Linked DNA regions of Zea mays: region 1 is linked to region 2. Evidence: chromatin contacts called from public Hi-C data. All regions are on one chromosome and are shown on one strand. Each heading gives the region's core, a stretch centred on a gene start, on an enhancer-like site or on the middle of the called end of the contact. The rest is flanking DNA. Distances are from core to core; before and after follow the strand shown. Region 1 holds the start of LOC103627314 (putative HLH DNA-binding domain superfamily protein). Region 2 holds the start of LOC118472073 (CLP protease regulatory subunit CLPX1, mitochondrial).

The links. A called contact is a pair of places that touch in the nucleus more often than the background predicts.
Region 1: a Hi-C map of tassel shows a contact between it and region 2, with 2.1 times the contacts expected there. The contact joins the promoter of LOC103627314 here to the promoter of LOC118472073 in region 2. A contact is called at or near these places in 3 of 25 Hi-C or Micro-C datasets (endosperm, leaf and tassel).

What each region holds. Positions count from the first base shown.
Region 1 is chr5:178,271,754-178,276,507 of Zm-B73-REFERENCE-NAM-5.0, forward strand. It overlaps LOC103627314 (putative HLH DNA-binding domain superfamily protein), which reads right to left and starts at 1,642. Exons shown (of 9, transcript XM_008647619.3): 1 at 1,207-1,642; 2 at 54-710. The coding sequence starts at 1,278.
Region 2 is chr5:177,997,160-178,001,986 of Zm-B73-REFERENCE-NAM-5.0, forward strand. It overlaps LOC118472073 (CLP protease regulatory subunit CLPX1, mitochondrial), which reads left to right and starts at 2,145. Exons shown (of 15, transcript XM_035959203.1): 1 at 2,145-2,991; 2 at 4,403-4,464; 3 at 4,599-4,699. The coding sequence starts at 2,161.

The DNA of each region.
Region 1 (4,754 bases), core at 392-2,891, 270 kb after region 2:
AAACACGAGACGTGATTGAGCGGGGAAAAAAAAACAATCTCAAGGTCCACCACCTCTACATGTAGCCGCGCATTGCCTATCTGTGGATACTTGTTCACGTCCGCGACACAGGAGGATCCACGGACGAGATCGTTGTCGCTAACCGCGCCGAAACCGAAGCTCCGCGAAGTCTCTTCCCCGGCCAGCGACGAGATCCGCGGGAACGCGGAAGGCCACGACGCGGGCTGCTCTCCCAGGACTAGGAACCGCGGCGGCGGCGGCAGGCCGGACTGCTCGCTCCCGCCGCTGCTGTCGTTGGAGGAGCTGCACACCACCGGCGCGCTGTCGGCGAGCGATACCGCGCAGGGCGCGCTCAGGACCGGGCCCAGCATGCCGGCCACCAGCGCGCTGTTCACCTCGAAGCCGAGGCCCTCCTCCTGGGTCACGGTCACGTCGTCGCCCGGCAGGTGCGCGCTCAGGAACTGCTGGTGCAGCTCCAAGGGCGGCACGAGCGCCGTGGAGGAGCCGTCTTGGAGGTGAAAGCCTGCGCCTTGGCCTGGTGCAGCCTGAGCTCCCAGGTACGCGTACGTCCCTGCAGGGTCGGCGAGGGAAGTGGCGCCGGCGCCGGCGCATGGCCAGGATGAGCCGATGAACATGGCGTCCTGCGGCCATGCCTGTTCCGGGACGAAGGGGTCCACGAACCCGTCCATCTTGCTGGCTTGTGGGGGTGCCTGTAAAAAAAGAAGAAGAAGAAATTGTGGTCGTGGAACAGACTTTGAAGGTTCAGGAATTCAGATGGCTCGTGTCAGCGAGATAACACAACGGTGGCTCCTGTGAGTGAGGAGAGGGAGGCAGAAGGCCAAATGGCCAGTCATGCAGGCGGCAGCCACTTCTACAACGGATAGATCAGGTGTCTGTAAAATGCAAGCGCTGCGGAACATGTGGCCTGATATGGTCAACCAGCACATCGGAAGGGACTAAAGAAAAGCTGAAAACTCTGCTGGTTTTCCCTGATCCGACTGACAACCGCATTTAGAACTGGATGGTCTGGTCGCCCTTCCCCTCCCCTCCCCTGAGAAAAATCTCTGAGATCCCCACCACTACTCTCTACTAAGCTTTGTAATAACTCAAACCGATGATCTGAACAAAGTACTGCTGCGTAAAGAAAATGACGGAATTCAAGGAGCCGTCAACAAGACAGTGAAGATGGACGACGGAATCACTCACTGAATCAGTGCAAGGAGAAACAGAGTCGAGAAAGCAGTGCTCCCAGCTGCATCGCGCGCACGAGCAGAACATCACCGCGTCGCCTCCGGAAGCAACTCGATCCACGGCACAGGATAGACAGAGCAATTCGGAAAGAGTCCAGCGGCGGCGGCGGCGGCGGGGACGAACGAAGGAAGCAGTCGCCGGAACTGATGGCCGGCTGGGGAGGAAGAAGCGAGGGCGAGATCAAAGAGCAGGGAGAGGAGGTGGAGGAGGGAGCTCACCAGTTGACGGAGACGAGGGGGGGAAGACAACCGCTTCAGCTCCCGGTCCTGGCTCCGCTTTCCGCTGGGGATCGGAACGGACGAGGGGGAGAGGCGCGGTTTTGTTTCTTGTGCCTGCCTGCGTGCGTGTGTGTATCTTTGTGCGCGTCAGTAGTACGTGCCTTCGCTTCGCGTGACAAGTGTGGGCAGGCAGGTGGTGGTTATATACTCGCCCCCCCGCCCAGGAGGTCCCCGGCTAGTTTTTCCTCCTTCTGAAAATACGGTACTGACGATGATGGGGGCCATGATGACCACCGTGAATCCGTGATCACGAACGGTTACTGCTCAATCACATTAGTTTTGTAACAACAAATTTAGTTCATGCAAAGTAATGTCCATGGAGTTATTGTCTCATTATGTGTGCGTGGGATTAGCCCTTCCTATCGCTCCTTCATTTTATTTGCATCGGTATTCATCATATCTCTAGTCTCATCTCTTATTTTAAATTTCATTCTACGAGGGAGCTATAAAAAATGGATTTGGGCTCTTTTTAACTCATACTTTTTTTTTCTTTCGGCTAAGATAAATTGTAGTATTTGTTTTATCAGGGTAAATATCTGATGTATGGACCATATATTTACTTTGATATTAAAATTTTTATAGGTATCAAATATGATTGTGTGTCGTCGCAGCGCACACGCATTGTACTAGTTATTTTTTATTCTTCAGCCGCACGAGCTGTTCTGTCGGATAGAGCTCAAGTTATTTTGGTGAAGTATCCAGTCCAGTGGAGTTCATAAAAACGTACTCCAATAGAATCTCACTAGTGTATGGGGCGCGCCCTTGGGCGCGCTTGAGCTAGTTTGTAAGTCTTTTTTGAATGACAGTAGATATATTTGTTGTAATAAATTGTATCATTAACTTGTGCTAAAAGTAATGGAAGCATCACCTGTTTGAACTTTTTAAAGTTGGATGTATAGTTCATTTTAATCAATGATAGATATATCAATTCTAACATTCTCACATGAAAAAAGTTGTTTTAAGCAACTATGGATCATTAGCTGCAGCTTACATACTAGAACAATCAGAAATTGTTAAACGATGATGCCTTAATAGGAAAAAAACATATGATTTTCAGTCGCAAGGCCTTACATTCTAAGCATGTCAACACATGTCAAAATGGACATCATTTTTCTTACCTGTATTTCTGCCTGTAGTTGTTGAACTTATAGGTTCTTCAGACCATAACACTGAGTAAATATGTTGTTCAACTTGTGTAAGTGTTTGTTCAGTTTGAGGATACGTGCAGTAGTGTCTGGCTAAAGCAAGACTAATGTTGCATTCATTTGTGTATTCACCGCTTACTGACACGCGGGGGAAATTGAGCTCCAACTGAGATCCCTCAATGCAACAAACAAAAGTTACGGGCTGGAACCTGAAAAGAAGCACTACAATTGTGTTGTTGATTTGTTAGACAAAGCTGTTAAGTTTAGGATCATAATAAGTCACTAAACCAATAGAATTTAAATAAACCTTCCCTCTTCTAACTTAATTTACGGAGCTGAAACGGTTCGTCATATCTGTGATCAGTTAGATTTAGAATCTGAAGTGGAGCTAAACTATTAACTGAGTAATCTCGGAAGGAGCACTTACTGGAAGGGAGACATTTACATCGGGGCCTTGCTATGATGCAGTATCCATCAGAGGAGAACATAAGGTTTGTTCATCTTATTTCTTTTGCGCTACTTCTTTGTGGGAAGTCCGTATGTGATCTGTGTGCACAGGTCATGATAAAATGCCTGCAACATTTAACATTCAAAAATCTAGGACACGCTGATGAGTTTCAGTCCAATCAAGTATTCTAAAAAAATCCTGTCCGAAACAAACTAAAATATATGTGGCCGCTACAGGTTGAATAGTGCCCAATTTAATATTGTGTCAAATTTGTATTTCAATATTATTTTTGGTGGCAAGAATGTATCACAGTTCTAGTTTTATGTGTACTTATAGCATTTGGATTAGCTCCATAGTCTAGAAAAAGCTTGACACATTGTTCGTCGCACGTCTGGAAGCAGCTATATGCTGAAAATAATGAAATGAGCACTTAAATTTCTTGCTTGATAGAAATCTCAAATCTGTATGCACACACATATGCTTCATCGTATATGCATACCAGTCTTGTATGTCAATCGTTATCTGATTCATTTGGTATTAACAGCATTAACAAGGACTTCAACACCCAAAGAGAGATCCACACTATTCTGTCCTCAAATAGTTTAGAATTCCACAGAGAAGATTAAACCGCAGGTACAGAGTTCTCATGTTCCTGTCATAGCGGCTTATGGCCCTACAAATCTAGTCTAACCAGGTTAAATGGAGAGGCTGTCAGTTGTCATGCCAAATATAACAAGGCTAAGTACATCATATTCATGCGGCACTTAAAAAAAGAAAATACAACAAGGCTAAGGACCTTAGTGGTTGTACATGAAGCGTAATAGAGACCACTGCAATCTAGTTTATCTGACCACCTGGTTAAAATATTCACTTGCAGCCATAACAAAATCTGATTCAAAGCAACGGCCTACAGCTACTACCTTGGTAGAATAATCTATCGCCTCAGGTTTTAGATTTACAGGACAACAAGAGTTATAAACAAAACAATGGATTTAGTGGACCAATTTTAATTGTATGGTAAGCATAACGACATCCCTCCAGACCTCCTGATTACCTCAATGACCTTTTAAAAATATCAAAGAACATTGTCTCGCTATCAAGATCTAGCATTTCTAAATGCTGCATGGATGCATAGACTATTAAACATTGTGTCATGGAACAATTATCAGAAATAGCCTGGTAAATAATGGTAGGCATCTTTCACAAATTAACTATGCGTGTAGTGTGGTACCGGACTTACCAGAATCACTATGTTAAACAAACCAAGTGAAATCAAAGTAATATTGATTTAGTATTGTCAAAAGAGAGCTAACAACATGTGTCATATGTATTCTGTACCGTCTTTAGATACCCACCTGTACCTGTTGCCATCAAGTTAGTTGTTTCTTTCTTATGTTCTTCTGTTAGTATGGCCATGATAAGTTGCAATTTGGTACATTCGGATTTGGCGAATCCAAAATTCTGATCCATGTTGTTTCTCCCCAACAGAACACTCTTGTGTATAGAAGCAGTGGAAGATGATGCCCTACCAATCAGAAGGTGAAACATGTAATCTAGGTCGAAGCAAGCGGTGGAAGATGATGCACACGAGACCCAATCGAACACGACAAGGGATGGGAAGGACAAGGATGA
Region 2 (4,827 bases), core at 895-3,394:
GTCAAAATCACCAATCAAATCGAAGAGAAAGAAGAGGATGAAGACAGTTATGATATCACAATCGACCCTAGTGCAGGTGATGATGGCAGCCATGGTGATGCTAGATTATATGGTGCAGGAGGGAGTGGTGTAGAAGATCGGAGGTCCACTGAAGGAAGTCGGTTCAACCATGCCATACAAGATTCTTACCATGATGCACCTCATTCACAACGGGAGACAAAAAGCGGTCGACGTCGTCCGATTTCGTTTCCTGTCCAAGATGGAATCCGTAGCTCAAGTAAATCTTGTTATCTAACTATCCGCCTAGACAAGACTCGATCTATAACCCTTATGCATGGCAATAGCAACCGGGCCAGGGACCACTAGACGAAGTATCACCATCGATCATGTATGGGTGTGGACCCCTCCACCATCATATTCAAATTTGTCATATATTTATCCACCAGGACCATATTATGGGTATGGACAAGTTCCTCCTGCACCAGTATGCTATTTTTGCTTCGTCGACGTCGATAAGTATTTATTTGCCGTTCTTGTTTTCTGGCTAATGTATCTCATATCTTTTATATAGAATTATCACTATGACGAATTGGAACCATATCACGATCCTTTCAACATGCCTGTGTACTATCACTATAACTCGAGCTGAACATGTGAGTATTATGAAACAAGTCGACTTATGTGTCGTTGGAGAGCTGTAAAAGAATTTGTATTTGAGAATTGCAAAGTTCGTTGGTTGTTTGTTGCATGAGAACTAGAGTTTGTGGTTGCATATGCATGTTGTATGTTATTTTAGTGAACACATATCATGTGGATCAATTAATATTTACTGTGCAACGTGAATTGCGCAAATTACAAATAAATCATGTCAAAAATTATCTTTTGTTTGAAAAAAACACCAAAAATAGTTCGTTTTTTTGGAAAACCAACTACTTAGGGCGATTTATTGTCGATTTTCCATCGTTAAACCGACACGAAATTAAATTTAATTTGGTTTGGCCAAATCGGCCGGTTTTACCGGTAAATTGCCGGTTTATCGGAACCGGGGTGGTTTTTTAGGCTCGAACGGTTTGGTCTGAGCATACTACGTTGTATGGAGCACTGCACCAGCAGAAGTCAGGAAAACAACTCCAAATTTCACTTCCCACACATATAGATGTATAGAAAGTCCGAAGCCCGAAAGCTCGGTCCAAAGAACCTTTATTTAGCCCGGTACGAGCCCGGTCCGACCCGTTTTTATACGTGCTCAGGCCGGCCCGACATGGACAAGCGGGGCGGGCCCGGACACGAAACTAAGCCCGACGAGCTAGCCCGACACGACCCGTTTGGCTCTAAACCCACCAAACCCGCTTTTTTACACTAAACCGTGCTTACCGGTCCGCATAGCCCGTTTTCGACCGCTTTTTCTGTGTTTATCGGACTGGCCCGACCCATTTAGATAAACAACGGACTAAACTCGGACAGAGAAACGAGCTCGCAGACTTTAAAAGAGTGACCTAATTTTCTAACCGTACATATAGTGCTGGGAATTGGGCCGTGCCGGGCCGGCTCGGCCCAAGCCCATCGTGCTTCGTGCCAAACGGGTTCGGGCCAAGAAAGCCCAAACAATTTTTGGGCCGTGCCGTGCCAGCCCGAAGTGTAAAAACAGTGGCCCAGCCCGGCCCTAAACCACGCCGTGCCTTCGTTGGGCCGTGCCGGCCCAAGCCCGGCCCGTATATTTGACCACATAAAATCAAAATATTATAACCATATAAAGTTCATATCTTACTAAATTAAAGATATTAAACAATTATAGCATTATTTAACCACATAAACTCTAAATATAACAACAATATAAACTCAATATCTTACTAAATTAAAGAGATTAAACAGTTTGGGCTGAATTGGGCCGTGCCGGCCCAAGCCCGGCCCATCTATGCGTGCCGTGCTGGGGGCCCGACGGGTCGGAATTTGAGGCCCGGCTCAGGCCCGCCTTCGGGCCGGGCTAGCCCGGCCCATATTATTTCGTGCCGGGCCGTGCTTTGGGTTCTTATTTTCGGGCCGTGCTCGTGCTGGCCCGAAAAGCCCGGCCCAGATTCCCAGCACTACGTACATATCCGGCCAATCTCAAAATAGACCGGGCTTCACCGGATCCAGGACGGACCGCACCTGGCAGCCCGTATGGGCTTCTCTACTCACACACACAACCCCACGGAGAGGTCACTCTCTCTTTCTCTCCACTCCGCCAATCCATCCGCACCCGCCACCATGTCCGGCCTCCTCCGGTGGCGTCGCCTCGCCAACGCCGCCACGCGCGCCGCCTCCACCCTCACCGCGGCCGAGTGCTCCCCGGCCGCCGCGTCGGCTGCTGGCGCGGTTGCCCAGCCGCCGCCACCGCACCGGCGCCTCCAGGAGCGGCGCAAGTGGGAGTCCTCCTCGGGCTCCGGGGGCAGCTCCTCATCCTCCACCGATGAGCCCGAGCCGCGCCGTATCCGCGCGGAGGCCCACTGCCCGCGCTGCTCCAAGCACATGGACATCCTCTTTTCCCACCGGGGCCCTCCGACCGCGGCCGCCGCCGCCGGCTACCAGGCGCTCAACCTCTGCCCTAATTGCCGCAGCGCCTACTTCTTCCACCCCCACGTACTAGCGCCGCTCCAGGGCACCTTCGTCGAGATCGGCCGCGTCCGGGCCGACCTCCTCGACCACCCCGCCGCCAGGGCCAGGGAGAGGGACCCTGTCTTCTGGGAGGCTATCAGGGCCAGCTCCTCGTCGCGCGACGACGGGGAAGGCGGCGGCGTCGCCGTGCACGTCCCGCCCGGCCCGCCCTTTCACCCCAACCTTAACGTCGTCCGCGTTGCCGGCAGCGGCGGCGGCGGGGGAGGTGGCGCTGGCGACGAAGGTGCGGGGAAGGAGGGCTGGGGTGGTTCCAATCTCGGCAGGGATTTACCCACGCCCAAGGAGATTTGCAAGGGGCTCGACAAGTATGTGATTGGGCAGGACAGAGCCAAGAAGGTGAAATAAATACAACGTTCACGCTGGTAACTTTTCATTTCATGGTTATTAGAATTGGCATCCTGATGCTGTTTTTTGGTCAGCTCATGCAAGACATGGCAAGTCTCTGATGACTCCAATGTCACTGGAGCTGGAGGGAATTTTACAGCCTTTTTTTATAGATAGAAAATTAGATCTCCCCGTTTCCCTTCTTCAATCGATTAAGGGACTTCAACACAGCTGAATTTGATTGTTTCAACAAAATGAGAGTTTTCTCCAACCCAATTCTTGTTTAGAGTTGGGACTATTGGCCATTTAAATGCTACTGGGTATAATTGCAATGGAAAATGTTTTCTAAATTAGAGAAAAAGAAATATATATAGAATGCTGGTTGGGGGTTGAAATGGTTATTTGGGAACGGACCATGCTATACATTTTGTAATAGAATCAAAGAAATGCATTGTTGGAACTGCGGCTCCTAAAAAGGTATGAGGAGAAGGGCGAGGCTCTGGACCATGGCGTTTGGGCGCAGTTGTCCTAGGGTTAGTGCAGAGGGTGGAAGACGGCGTGGTACTGTTTCACGCGTGAACAGTACTCGCCGGGAGAACAGTAGGCACAGAGAAGGGGAAGCCGAGCAAAATGATTGCTTGTCTGCTTTCATTGATCTTAAGAGTACATCTTATAGGGCTGATATAGCAGCCCATTCTTATCTAAACTGATCCCTTATCTTTATAAACAAACTCTGCTTATCCTCATCCATCTAGACCGACTCTATCTGGCCTAGGATTGACGCTTATCCTTCTAACCTGACTAGCTGATTTCCTGCTCTTATCTATCTCAAACTCTATCCAGCCTAGAGCTGCTGGGCGTCTGCCCCTTCTACTGCCCCTCTTGCCGCCCTAGGGCGGCGGTGATACTGAGTGCCGGTCATAACATGCACTTTCCCCACCGCGGTTTCACTTTGCTAAGCCCTGCAGCTCTCTGACTTTCTGTTTAGTTGTAAAAATGTGAGCCCCATTCTAACACTGTGAAACAATAATGGATAATCTGAATTTCTATCCTGTCTGAACTGTCATTTCATCTAATTCTAATTAGAGGAGTTCTCTACTTAGTGTGTGTTGGCGTATGTTCTGTGTGTGTTTTCTGCCTGAACTTTTCCTCTATGACCAAAGCCTGGGTGGCTGGGACAGTTCTTTTTCTTGTTTACTATCTCTAATACAATGACACACAGCTCACCTGTATGTTCAAGAAAAAGATTAAGTTTCTTTACACCTTTCAATAGAGATGAGAATTGTATAAGTTTCTTCATAGATATATTTTTTAATTTCAGTTCTCATGATAATCTAGATTGATTTGTCTCAGTATTGGGTACTCAGCAAGAGAACACTTGCTTGAATTTGTCCTCATCTGATGTAGCCTTGTAAACCTGCAGGTGCTATCTGTTGCAGTTTACAACCACTATAAACGGATATACCATCAATCTTTACAAAAGGGGTCAGTTTCACTTTGCTGTGTAAATCTGTCTTTTCTGCAAATAATGAATGATACTCATTCTTGCACCCTAAGAAACTAGAATTCATAAATATCTTTCAGTGACTAATTATGTGGTATATAAGCTAAACCAGTAGGTCTGGAGCAGATTTGGGTGGTTTTGATGGGGAAGCTGATGACGACAACAATGTGGAACTAGAGAAAAGCAATGTCCTGTTAATGGGACCTACTGGCTCTGGTAAGGCATCTGCAACCATTTAAAGTTGGATTTATGTCAGCTCTGGCTACTATATTTGATCAACTCAAATGTCTGTAAAAGGAAGTGCACTCAGCAGTATTTATTTTTATGGTTCATTTCTTTCACAG